Linked DNA regions of Mus musculus: regions 1, 3 and 4 are each linked to region 2. The links are chromatin contacts, called in public promoter capture Hi-C maps. All regions are on one chromosome and are shown on one strand. The core of a region is the stretch at or near the end of the contact, and the rest is flanking DNA. Distances in the headings are between cores, read along the strand shown. Region 1 holds the start of Stil (Scl/Tal1 interrupting locus). Region 2 holds the start of Spata6 (spermatogenesis associated 6). Region 3 holds the start of Mob3c (MOB kinase activator 3C). Region 4 holds the start of Foxd2 (forkhead box D2).

Evidence for each region. Promoter capture Hi-C pulls out the DNA fragments that hold promoters and counts their contacts.
Region 1: a promoter capture Hi-C map of pre-B cells shows a contact between it and region 2. The contact joins the promoter of Stil here to the promoter of Spata6 in region 2. A contact is called at or near these places in 5 of 39 promoter capture datasets (the C10 cell line, cranial neural crest, maxillary cranial neural crest and 2 more) and 2 of 484 Hi-C or Micro-C datasets (B cells and LSK cells).
Region 3: a contact with region 2 is called in a promoter capture Hi-C map of pre-B cells. The contact joins the promoter of Mob3c here to the promoter of Spata6 in region 2. A contact is called at or near these places in 2 of 39 promoter capture datasets (cranial neural crest and pre-B cells).
Region 4: a promoter capture Hi-C map of pre-B cells shows a contact between it and region 2. The contact joins the promoter of Foxd2 here to the promoter of Spata6 in region 2. A contact is called at or near these places in 4 of 39 promoter capture datasets (cranial neural crest, maxillary cranial neural crest, pre-B cells and 1 more).

What each region holds. Positions count from the first base shown.
Region 1 is chr4:114,998,514-115,001,486 of GRCm38.p6, reverse strand. It overlaps Stil (Scl/Tal1 interrupting locus), which reads right to left and starts at 1,369. Exons shown (of 17, transcript NM_009185.3): 1 at 1,140-1,369.
Region 2 is chr4:111,718,668-111,721,774 of GRCm38.p6, reverse strand. Spata6 (spermatogenesis associated 6) reads right to left here and starts at 1,765. Exons shown (of 13, transcript NM_026470.3): 1 at 1,518-1,765. The coding sequence starts at 1,568. It overlaps Gm33192 (a long non-coding RNA gene), which reads left to right and starts at 426. Exons shown (of 2, transcript XR_376552.3): 1 at 426-558.
Region 3 is chr4:115,826,339-115,829,509 of GRCm38.p6, reverse strand. Mob3c (MOB kinase activator 3C) reads right to left here and starts at 1,430. Exons shown (of 4, transcript NM_175308.5): 1 at 1,269-1,430.
Region 4 is chr4:114,907,548-114,910,373 of GRCm38.p6, reverse strand. Foxd2 (forkhead box D2) reads left to right here and starts at 1,476. Exons shown (of 1, transcript NM_008593.3): 1 at 1,476-2,826. The coding sequence starts at 1,553. It overlaps Foxd2os (forkhead box D2, opposite strand), which reads right to left and starts at 1,117. Exons shown (of 4, transcript NR_030721.2): 1 at 716-1,117.

The sequences.
Region 1 (2,973 bases), core at 120-2,619, 3.3 Mb before region 2:
TAAGTCATTTAGAAGAGACCTTTTCTATATAGTCTAAGGCTAAAAATATTGGGAGAGCAAAGTTCTACTGGATATAACCTTTAAGGATCAATTAAAACTTATCCCAGAGATATGAAACTTCTTGAAATACAGGCTTGTTTTTCTTGTTTGTTTGTTTGCTTGTTTTAAAAGAAGCCTTTCTTTAGCAGTTGACTGCCATGGTATCAGTAATCACACTGATAACTCTACCCCCACAAAGTATAAGTTTTCCTCACCAACAGGAATGACTTAAGTGCCTGTCTCTCCTTTCATGCATTAGGTCTTTCTCATCTGAAAGCCACCAAATGAGATTTGATAACTAGCTCATCTTGATAGTATTACTTATAAAGCTAATGGAGCCAAAGCTGTACAAACCTGTACCTAACAAAAATAGTCTGCTCAGGGAATGTCTTCATTGTGCAGCAAATGAGGACCATCAAGTCACCCTCACCTCTTCTCCCTCTTACCCATAGAAAGTTCTTTCTGGCCTCCCACCTTAGCTGTCCTCCTCAGCCCAGCCAGATTTACTGACAAGTCCCTCCAGTGCAGACACAAATGGGTTTATGTACAAGTTTTTCCCCTGACTAGAAAGTCAATAGCTTTTCTTCATATATAAAATAAAAACCCTTCATATTAAGGTCCTACCCAATTACTGCAACCATAACCCCGGTCACTCATCCTCCAGTCCTAACTCGACTATCAGCAGTCGATAGGACTACACAGGCTGTCCTCCCCTTCCTTTGGAATTTCCTACTAAATCCTATCATCCAACCCCCAACACGAATGTGCAATCTCTCAGGGTGACATCACTGTCTTTGTGTTCAGACACTGTACGTCCACGCCTCACTTTTGACATAGGTCTACTTCCTGTAGACCACGGACTATAAACACGTAATAGATTCCTTACACAGTCTGGGTCAGATAGAAAGAATGCAAAAAAGCAAGGATCAGGGTTTCAGTCTCCAAGAAATTTCTACAGTGAAGTCAATCTGAGGCACGTCACAATGTAAACTTCTTTCCCATTTTTTAGCAGTGAGGTCCGCCTTCTTTCTCCCCTGGCGGCCCTGTGGTCATCGGTTCCACCGCGCTAACTCCGACCTTACAGGCCGCTTGTTACTCACCGTGCTTCCCGGGCCCGTAGGGCGCCTCGGGGAATCAGGAGCTCAAAGATCCACCGTCGCTGTTGTCACGGCCGCCGCCAAGCTAGGGTTTGGTTGTTGGGCCCGTTTGTTGGGCACGCAGAGTCAGGATCCAGGTAGCGTCTCAGATGACTGCGGCCCCGCCTCTGGGACGTTGGGGTCGCGGGAACCGAGGCGGCAAGCGCTCGCTGGAGGGAACCAAAGGGCGCGCCGCGCCTGCTGATTGGCCAGAAGCCCGGCCAGTCCCGCTGCAGGGGCGGTACCACGGTCGTCACGCAACGTCTCAACTGCAGACTGCTGTGACGACCAATCGGAGCCCAGCCTGGGATTAGCGCTCGCCCTATCCCAAGGTTCTTTAAAGAACCGAGGGCGCCATCGCAGCTCTGTGTCACTACTCAGAGGATTTAAACCTTCATTTGGTCAACGGTTAAGTTCCGGTTTGGCTGGCATTGGCCAAACGCATGCGCAGTTAAAAAAAGAAATCCCGGCTGGTTTGCTGGAAGTGCTTCCTGCACAGATTGTGGTCTGACTGCTGGGATCCACTTAGCCAAGCTTGGTTCTCCCCTGTAATTCCTGCGCTCTTCCGAGGCAGGTGCTGAGACAGGAGGCTCGCCACGAGTTAGAGACAAGCTGGAATTATTTAGAGACCCTGTCTCAAAAGACTAGAGTCGAGTGTGGTGGTGCGCCGCCTTAGTCCCAGCTTTGAAGAGGTGGGTGGAGGCAGAGAGGTCTTCTAAGCTACGAAGCAAATCAAAGACCAACTTGGTCTGCATGAGACCCTGTCTCAGGAGAAAAAAAGTTTTCAAGCCCTTAGATGATCAGAGATAGAGGAGGTTAAATTTGCTTTAAGTTGTTTCTAAAATATGATCGATCTTACCAATTTTGGGAAATTCCTTCTCGTTGAACAGAAAATACTGGTGGCTATTTATACTTATTTCCAGTGCTGATATTGGGGACAGTTGTGGTGTGTGATTTATGTGTGCGTGCTGCCAGAGGTCCATGTTGGAGATCTTTGAGATGATCAGGCATTCGTTGTAATTAAAACAAAACAAGAAAAGACTTAAATTAAAAAGGAAGCACGTCTATAGTGTTAGGGGAAGGTAGCAAACGTGTTCTTAGGATTAGTTCATGTTACATTAAACTTTGTGTATTTTTTAAAAGGCAGGTAAAAATCTAAATACATAAAAGACTTTAAATTAATAATGTATCAATGTTGGGTTAATAGAAACAAATGTACATACTTATATAAGATGTTAAAAAAAAAAAGAGGAAAGTGCGTGGGAGGTGTGCTTCATTTATTTTCTGTATATCTGAGACTGTTCTGGGAGGCTAGTATGCAGCTAAGTAGTAGTGTAGGACCCCAGCATGTGCAGGGTCCTGGGTTGAGTGACTAGCACCACACACTAAGTAAATACTTTTAACAGGTAAAATCTGGGGCTGTAGAGATAGCTCAGTGGTTAAGAGCACTTGCTGATCTTGCAGATCATCTTGGTTGCCGGCATCCTGGTTAGATAGATCACAGTTGTCTTCTGGCCTCCTTGGGCACACCCATCCCTGGCTGCCACACATGCATAGCCCATAAATAAATCTTAAAAGGTTATGAAACCCAGTGCTTGTGGTAGTGCACACCGTTAATCCCACCACTGTGAGTTCAAGGCCACCGTGGTCTACAGAGCTAGTTCCAGGACAGCCAAGGCTGTCTTGGAGATCCCTGTCTTAGAAAAAAAAAAAAAAATCAGGAAAAACAAGAGGAAACATCGGAGAAGCTGAAGCATCATGAGAACTCAAGTGTCAGCAAATGGTGAATTAAACATTT
Region 2 (3,107 bases), core at 516-3,015:
AACTGTATATTAAGAAAGCAGCATAGTGAAATAAACTGTCTCTGACTCCCTTGGGCTATAATCACAACAGAGTACTTCCTCTTAGCAAAGGATTGGCGACCAGGGCAGCCAGCCTGCTAGGCAACTGCAGTCTGTCAGGCTGCTAATCCATTGGTTACAAAGAGAGGAAGCAGCAGCCAATGACAAAGTTATGGACTGGAGTTCATTTTTTACTCACTGCTCTGAGTTTGGCATATTTAGAAATCATTATGCATTATTTTGGTAAACTAATCTTACTTTGCAAAAAAGCATTCCCAGAAAGTCAACTTGTGATGCAAGCACTAAGGACTAGGGACAGTATAGTTTCTGAATAAAAATTCCTGCCTCTTAAACATAAGTCCCAGAAACTTGCTAGCTCTCCGCCCCTGCAGCTCCCTGCCCCCACCCAAGCTTCTCCTTAAGACTGAACAAAAGACTTGAAAGAATTTTGTGACTTCTATGCTGGTTTAAGTTCAGGGCTGCTGCAGCCACAAGGAGAGGAAATGAAGGCCAGAAAGAAGTGAGTGCAGCAAGCGTGGGGTAAGTGCAGAGAAAAGCTTAGTTTGGAGGCCAACAGGGGTGGGGGTGGTAATGCCAGAGAGCCCCTTGGGGCAGGCCCAGAAAATGACAGGGAATATGTACTGTTATCCCTACTTATGCAGTGATACCAACAAGTAGGCTGAGTCTTAATGAGGGCATTTCAAGGATAAAGGCGTGAAAAGCAGCAGAATAAGAAATTGAAGAGGTTCTCCTAGAATGCCTCTCCTCTAAGGGGAGAAAGGGGGTCTCTTGGGAATGACACTGAAGGACTTCAAAAATCTCTGAAGGAGACTGCAGTTATCAAAGGGAGTTGGGGCTTCTCAACACCCGGAAAGACCTCAGCCCCTCACTGGATGGCAGGAGGGGCTCCCCACCTCAACTAGATTTACTGAAGGAGGCTGGACAGAGTCCCCTGAATTGAGAGTAGATGAGTGGAGTTACAAGCTCCAAGCAGTAGTTGTCCGAAAAGCTGACCAGGTCTTTCTTGGGAGGATTGGAAGGATGCAAAGTCTGGAGTGTTTGGGTACTGGAGGGAAGAGCTGAAGTGGCTTCTGAGGAGTTGGGTTTATTCTGAGAGGAGAAACTAAGAAAACTTGGTGCAATGACGTCACAAGTAAGTTGTTTTTGGAGTTAGGGACTCCACCATGACTGAAAAGGCGTTCCTACTTTAACTGGAAGCTAGGGGAAGGATCTGAAAGCGGAAATGCTACACACCCCAGACTGGAGCAAGGGTTCAGGAGTTCCTCACCAAAAGAGTAAAGCAGAATTCAAAGGAACTACTGCCCCAGGAGCGGAACTCCGAAGTGGTGAGGAAGAGATCCAAAAGCACTCCAACTGGAAGTTGGGGTGAGGCCCCCGAGAGGCTGGAGTGGGAAAGCACTGGAGATTTCCAGGAGTCCCCCAGGGCCGGGGGCGGGCAGCGGACTTGGAGGCTGAGGCGGGACAGGGCCGGTACTCACAGAGCGGATCTCCAGCGCCAGGGCGCATTGCAGCGCCTTCACCTTCGGCATCCGCGCAGGGTAGGGCGGCGGGGAGGGACCCCGGCCTCCGGCCCGACTACGGCGGGAAGACGCGGGGCGGGACGAGGGACAGGGAGGAGATGAGGTGGCGGCGGAGGTGGCAGCTGTGGCCCCCAGGCCGGGGCCCGCGGTCCAGCCTGGGTCCCGCCCGAACAGCAGCTGAGCGCGGGGCGCGGACTCGTTGTCATGGCAGCCTGGAGGGGCGGGGCCGGAAGAGCCACGCCAAGGCCGGACACTACGGAGCAAGAGGCAGTGGGCGGGGCCCGGATTGTGGTGGGAGGGGCTTCAGTGGGTGGGGCTGAGCGGCTCTTCTGTGACGTAAAGTTATGAGTGCAAATCATAGGAAAGGGAACAGCTAGCTGTGCTGTGGGCCTCAACCCAGAACTGAGAACCCTGGGTTTCATGAGCAAATTCAGTTAGGAAAACTGAAACTACAGGCTGACACCTGTAGTTTCAGTTTTCCTAACTATCCTATAATTAGTAATCTTCCTTGAGTTTGTATTTTATGATACAATTTACAAAACCAATATAAGAAATAGGAAAATATCGCCCAAGACAAAGGCAAAACAGGGCTGGAACCCAGGATCTCTCAAGTAAAATCCCAGACGCCTTCTGGAATCACTATTATGGTCCTCTTATTAGTCACTTGTTTTGTGATTCTCTGTCAGTGTGCCCCTATTTCCTTTCAGGATTTCCTGTCTAGTTCACCACTACGCAAATCTCAATGCCTGTTGCCCAGGCTGAACTCTCAATAACAGACTCACAGAATAGAGGAGCCTAGCCATAGACCTTCAAAGATAAAAAGAACCTAACAAACTGTCGAGTTAAAGTCCATGTTAAAGTTAATTTTAATACATTAACTTTAGAGCACATTCTAACAATGGAGAGGAAAGTACCTGTGATTTTATCACCCAGTTGAGAAACAGGATGTTACTGAGCCAAAAAAAAAAAAAAAAAAAAAAAAAAGAAAAGAAAAGAAAAAGAAAAAGAAAATGCCTTGAGCATTGCCTTACCAACTTTTCCCTGATAGTAAACCCTGCAATGACCTCCATTACTGTAAGTCTTCTATGCATTTCCAAACTACATTCTGCTCAATTTGTCTTTTTTATGTTAAATAGATTTAATACTTATATATTCTGTGATTTGTTTATCTCCTTATGATACAGAAATATACAACGACTTATGTGTACATTCTTTATCCTATGTACTTTTGATGAGCACTTGTATCGTTCATATTTTAGCTTTCATTAACAATACTGTTATGAAGGTTCTGAAATATGTTAGCAACTGAGAGGTAGTTCAGCAATTGAAAGCACGCTGTTCCAGAGGACTAGAGTTCAATTTCCAGTACCCACGTTGGGCAGCTTACAGCTACCTGTAACTCCAGCTACAGGGGATTTGGTGTGACTTCTGGTATCCTGATAGACTTATGTGTATGTATACATGGAAACACAGAGATAAATAATTTTTAAACCTTTAGAATATGTCTGTTAATATATGTGTATGTATTGAGTTGGAAAGCCTGTGCAG
Region 3 (3,171 bases), core at 181-2,680, 4.1 Mb before region 2:
TGGAAGGAGAGCACTCCCACAAACTGTCTCTGACCTCCACATGTGCACTGTAATGCGCACATAAATGTGTGTGTTCCCGAGCTCATACGTGCATGCATGAGCAAGTGTGTGGACACACATAAATAAATGTAATTAAGTTTTGAAAGTAAATCTTGCCTCTCAATAAATGAAAAGTGAGGGGGAAAGAACTGATATCAGCTCTGGGCCTCCATCTCTGCATGCCCATCTTCATATACCCACAGCACCACACACACACACACACACACACACACACACACACACATACACACACACGTTGGGATAGCTGAGAGGTCAAGTGGTACGTCCCACATGAACAGATGGCGAAACTGAGGCCTAGGAGGAGGATTTGAGGAGCCTGAATTTGCACAGCAAGTTAGAAGTAGGGGACTGGTATAAAAAGGGACTCAGCCTATGACAAGGTACAAAGTGTCCCTTTCCTGCTGTCTGGCCACTGGCCTGATATAGATAATTGTGAAGGAAGGGAGTAGAGAGGCCCCACCTCCTTAGTATAGAACTTTAGGCCCCAGGACTTTTCCTAGAAAGAGTAAACTTGGAGGTGAGTACGGAAGGTAAGCTAAGAGGGCATCCCGTCTGTTAGCACTATCCTCTCCCAGCCTCACACGGAGCCTCTCTTCCTCTTCCCTGTGGACCCCCCACTTTAATTACTAGGTAGGTGGTCAGTGGTTTGCTTACTCCGTGACCAAGCATTTAATCTTCCTAGATGAAGAGCACAGGCTGACTGACACTGCCTGTTTGTCTTACCTCGTCCCCTGCCAGGGACACACCTGCTCCTTCCTTAGTCTGGCTTAGAATCAGCCAGAAGATGGTCCCAGTTTGAACTCAGAATCTAGCCTAGCACGCCCTGCGGGACAAGATCTAAGTTTGAGATTCTCAGAGAAAGAGGGAGCGACAGACGCAGCGCTGTCCAGCCAGACCCGCCCCTACCTCCCGCGAGCTCCTAAGAACCTCCCCTTAGCTTCAGCTGTTAGGGCCAAACAGGTCCTAGGACCCAGAGGAGCCAGCCTGACATTTCCGCTCCTGAAGACACGCCCCCCACCACCGCCAGCTACCGCCACCCCCACCCCGGACTTCGGACACTGAGAGCCTCGGACCCTGGGCTGAGGACTGTGGCCAGCCTGCTTTTGGGCCGGAGTCGCTTCCAGAAGGTGCCACGCGAGGACCAAGAAGAACTAAAAGTGGAAGCAAGACTGGGCCCTGGGGGGCGCGGAGACGCGGCGCTCACTCACCCGCTCCGCCTGAGTGGACAGCTCCGGGTCTCTGTCCCTGCGGCCACACCGCAACGCGCCGGTCGTCCTCCGGCCTGTGATCCCGCCGTGCGGGTCTCAGCGTCTACCCACCAGTCTGATCTGGGCCGCGGCCGCCGTCCCGCCGCCAGTGCTCGAGGAGACGCCAGCTCCGCCCCAGGCTCAGCCACGCCGCGGCCACGGGGCGGGGAGGGGCGGGGAAAGGGACTCCCCCGTCCCAGGATACTTACTCTTCTCTTTAGCCTTTCCGGGAAGTGGGAAGTCCGATCGGGCTCGCTGTCTCCCCGAGGGCAAAGGACTAACTGAGGAGCCGCCCCAAAGGACCGCCTGGATCTTCCCTAAGGAGATAGCCTCAGATTCATAGGCTGTAGAATGGGAACAAGTTTAGCTTCCGCCTGAAGCAGAAAGAAAAACCGCTGTGGTTTGAATGGTTTCCTAGCCCTCCTGCAGTTATCTGAGCTTCACTTGTCTTTGAATTCAATAAAAGTTCCTAGCAGCCAATGTGTTCAGCTTCAGTCCACTGCCATACAGAGCAACTCAAAACCCACCACTGGAGGCTGCTGCTGGTGGATGGCGCATGTCTTTAATTTCAACACTAGCGAGGTAGAGGCAGGCAAATCTTTGAGTTCCAGGCTGCTAGCCAGCCAGGCTAGCCAGGGCTAGGTGGTAAGATGGTCTCTCTCTCTCTTAAAAACAAAACAAAACAAAACAAAACAAAACAAAACAAAACAAAACACCAAAACCAAAACCAAACCAAACCAAACCAAAACAACCAAACACTTAAATGAATAGCACACGTATGGGAGCCGTGGACTGGGTCAGTCCAGACAGAAACATTCCCAAAGAATGTTCAAAGAAGACCTCGCCTTCCTTGCACCTGGTTCTGGTTCTGTAGACTCTCACACCATCCAAAGTTACCCATTTCCTATCTTCCTTTGTCTCTGTTGTTCTTTAGAATGGCTTCTCTCCCAGCCTGTTCCATCTGGCTCCAAACCTTTGCATACTTGATCTACACTACCCACTCTTCTACCTAGATTCCTCCCCTGGAAACAGGCTGCTATCCCACATCAGTGCTCAATGCATACCATGGCTTGGCCCCAGGAACCTGTCTGCAGGATCTGCCTAGGGTGAGGAGGTTGAAGACAGAGTTCTACTAGGTGAGTGCTATGGTTAACCTTCATTGTTAGCTTCACTAGCTTCGGAACTACCAAGGAGTCGCCTCTCTGGGAGTGTGTATTCCCAAGGGGTTGTTTAACTGAGGAGGACTGGCTCTCCTTGAATGTGTCTCCTGCCATCCTGAACTAAACTAACAGAAAGGTGGGTGAGGGTGGGGGAGCCAATAGAGCACAGGTGTCCATCCACCTCCATTTCTTCACCACTGTTCCAGACTCTTGCTGTCACAGCTTAGAGCCTGTCTTGACATACTTTCCCTACCATGGTGGACTGCACTCTCAAACTGTGAGCCAAAACAAAAAGCTTTTCCTTAGTATTTTGTTACAGCATAAAAAGTAAGTACCACAGAAGGCCAAGGCAGGCAGCTGGGCTGCCGAAGACATCCCGGAGGACATGAAAGCGAGAAGGAGTGACTGCGGAGACATTGGAGCCTGAGGCTTTATACTGAGACACAACTGCTCCATTGGATTCCCTGGCTCTGGGTCTGCTTTCTCAACCACATGAGAACACACTTAGATCCTTAAGAATTTTAGGTTAGGGGTTGGATAGATGGCTCAGCCGTTAAGAGCACTGACTGCTCTTCCAGAGGTCCTGAGTTCAATTCCCAGCAACCACATGGTGGCTCAAAACCATCTGACACCCTTTTCTGGTGTGTTTGGAAAGAGCAATGGTGTACTCATATACATAAAGTAAATAAATCCTCTTTAAAAAA
Region 4 (2,826 bases), core at 227-2,726, 3.2 Mb before region 2:
TGCACACCAGGAAAGTAGGGCCCTGAAAGGAAGTTACCTAAGGAGGGTCACAGAGCGCTGGGAGTGCACAGCAGGTATTGAGGCCCCCTATGCTGGAGCCTTGGCCACTGTGAGGCGCTGTTGAGGCAACAGCCAGCCTCTGTCCAGTTCTTACCTTCTCCCAATCCCTTCCAGCCCCAAGAGGTTGAAATGGGCTCAGTATAAACCTGAGCAACTTGTTTCTGGGTCCTAGAGGAAGAGTAGGGAAGAGGGATAAAGATGGGCAAAAGAATCTGGCTAGCAGAAAAAGCATACTGGACCAACCTTCTGTGGAGAAAGTCCCCAGATAAAAGGGCAACACTGGCCCAGGGATGAGGTTAAGTTTCTTCGGGGGGACATCTCCGTGAGAGTTCTGTTGTAAGAGTCTCTAAATCCGGAAATTAAGAGCGGGATTGTTAGACTTAGGAACAAACATCCAGGAAAACTCAGTTTCCGCAGGATATGCACGGGGGTCAAGAGAGACAATTATAAAGATTGAGATGCTGAGACAAAAAAAAAAAAAAAAAAAAAAAAATCAATCCTGCAAACCCAAGCTAAGGACCTGTGGGTGTGCGGAGAATGCGGCGAATGCGGAGACGAATCACTAAGAGGAGTGAGAGCAGACGGTCTTCCTGGGGACAGTGGCAGGGCCAGGGCCTTGGAGGGGAAAGAGAGGACCACCGCAGACATTTCTCACCTATCTGAGTAGGATCTTCCGGCGCCCGAGTTTGTTCCTCTGGATCACTCTCTTCACTTGTCCTCCAGAACTCCCTTAGCCTCCAGTAGGTCCTTGTCCGCGGCGTCGGTCTGGCCATCTCGGCTCACTGGCGATCCATCCGCGCTTCGGCCCGGGTGGCCCGGGCGCCGCCTTGGGGAGATGAGGAGAGGAGGTTTGTAGCCACTGCCACCACCAGATGCAGCTGCGCCGGCATAAGCTTTGACTTCCAGTAACTGAGCGCACTGAAGGTGGTGGTGGCTCCAGGGAGCCACGGGGTTGCGGGAGCTGCGAGGAGAAGGATGACCCGCCTCCAGCCAAGCGAGCCTAGCTCCCGCCACCGCGGCAGTTTGTTCCCGCCGGGCCCGGGAGCAGAGGACCTCTGCCCGCCCCCTTCCTTCCCCGCCCCACCCTGCCCAGAGAGCTCCGCCCCGGGCCCACAGTTCTTCCGCCTTAGGCTGCCACCAGGCGGGAGGGACTAATCTCCTGAAGCCCCACTTATGTGTCTAGGGGCCCAGAAGCCCAGATTCGACCGAGTAACGGGCTGCTTTACTGCTCTTCTCCAGTGCCTGGTTTTCTAGTCCCGGGGCAGCACCGGTTGGGTGCGCCCTGCAGGGTGAAAGTCCTAGAGTTTCAACACCAGGGGGCGCTGAGGAGCTAGGGGACATCCCCTCCCTGTCCTCCGCCCCCTCCCCGCCCGCGCGCAAAACACACTGGTCGGAGAGGCAGCACGGCGGAGCCGGAGCCGCGGGCCGAGCGGAGCCGGAGAGCGGCGGCGGAGGAGGCGGCGGAGGAGGCGGCGGCGGCGGCGGCGGCACCATGACCCTGGGCAGCTGCTGCTGCGAGATCATGTCCTCCGAGAGCTCCCCGGCCGCGCTGTCTGAGCCCGACGCAGACATAGACGTGGTGGGCGGCGGCAGCGGTGGGGGGGAGCTCACAGCCCGCTCCGGGCCCCGCGCCCCTCGGGACGTGCTCCCTCACGGCCACGAGCCTCCCCCGGAGGAAGCCGAGGCGGACGTGGCTGAGGACGAGGAAGAGTCGGGAGGTTGCTCTGACTGCGAGCCCCGCGCTCTAGCGCCCCGGGGGGCGGCGGCCGCAGCGGGAAGCCCGGGGCCCGGCGTGCAGGCAGCCCGAGGCGCAACGGGGCCGGGGCCGGGACCCGGGCCGCCGTCGGGGGGCGCGGCGACACGGAGCCCTCTGGTGAAACCACCTTATTCGTACATCGCCCTCATCACCATGGCCATCCTGCAGAGCCCCAAGAAGCGCCTGACGCTGAGCGAGATCTGCGAGTTCATCAGCGGCCGCTTCCCCTACTACCGGGAGAAGTTCCCTGCCTGGCAGAATAGCATCCGCCACAACCTCTCCCTCAACGACTGCTTCGTTAAGATCCCCCGCGAGCCGGGCAACCCGGGCAAGGGCAACTACTGGACGCTCGACCCGGAGTCGGCCGACATGTTCGACAACGGCAGTTTCCTGCGGCGCCGCAAGCGCTTCAAGCGGCAGCCTCTGCCGCCACCGCATCCACACCCGCATCCTCACCCGGAGCTGCTGTTGCGTGGCGGGGCTGCCGCGGCCGGGGACCCTGGCGCCTTCCTCTCGAGCTTCGCCGCTTACGGCGCTTACGGCTACGGCTACGGGCTGGCGCTCCCGGCCTACGGTGCACCTCCACCGGGCCCGGCCCCACACCCGCATCCGCACCCGCACGCCTTCGCCTTCGCCGCCACCGCGCCTTGCCAGCTGTCAGTTCCCCCGGGCCGCGCCGCGGCGCCTCCTCCCGGACCTCCGACGGCCTCGGTCTTCGCAAGCGCGGCCTCGGCGCCGGCCCCTGCGCCTGCCCCGGGATCTGGCCCGAGCCCCGCAGGGCTGCCTGCCTTCCTAGGCGCAGAGCTGGGTTGCGCCAAGGCTTTCTACCCCGCGTCCTTGAGTCCCCCCGCAGCTGGCACAGCGGCTAGCCTGTCCACTGCACTCCTGCGTCAGGGCCTCAAGACGGACGCCGGCGGTGGTGCGGGTGGCGGGGGCGCGGGGACAGGCCAGAGGCCTTCCTTTTCTATAGACCACATCATGGGCCACGGTGGTGGCGGGGCCGCACCCCC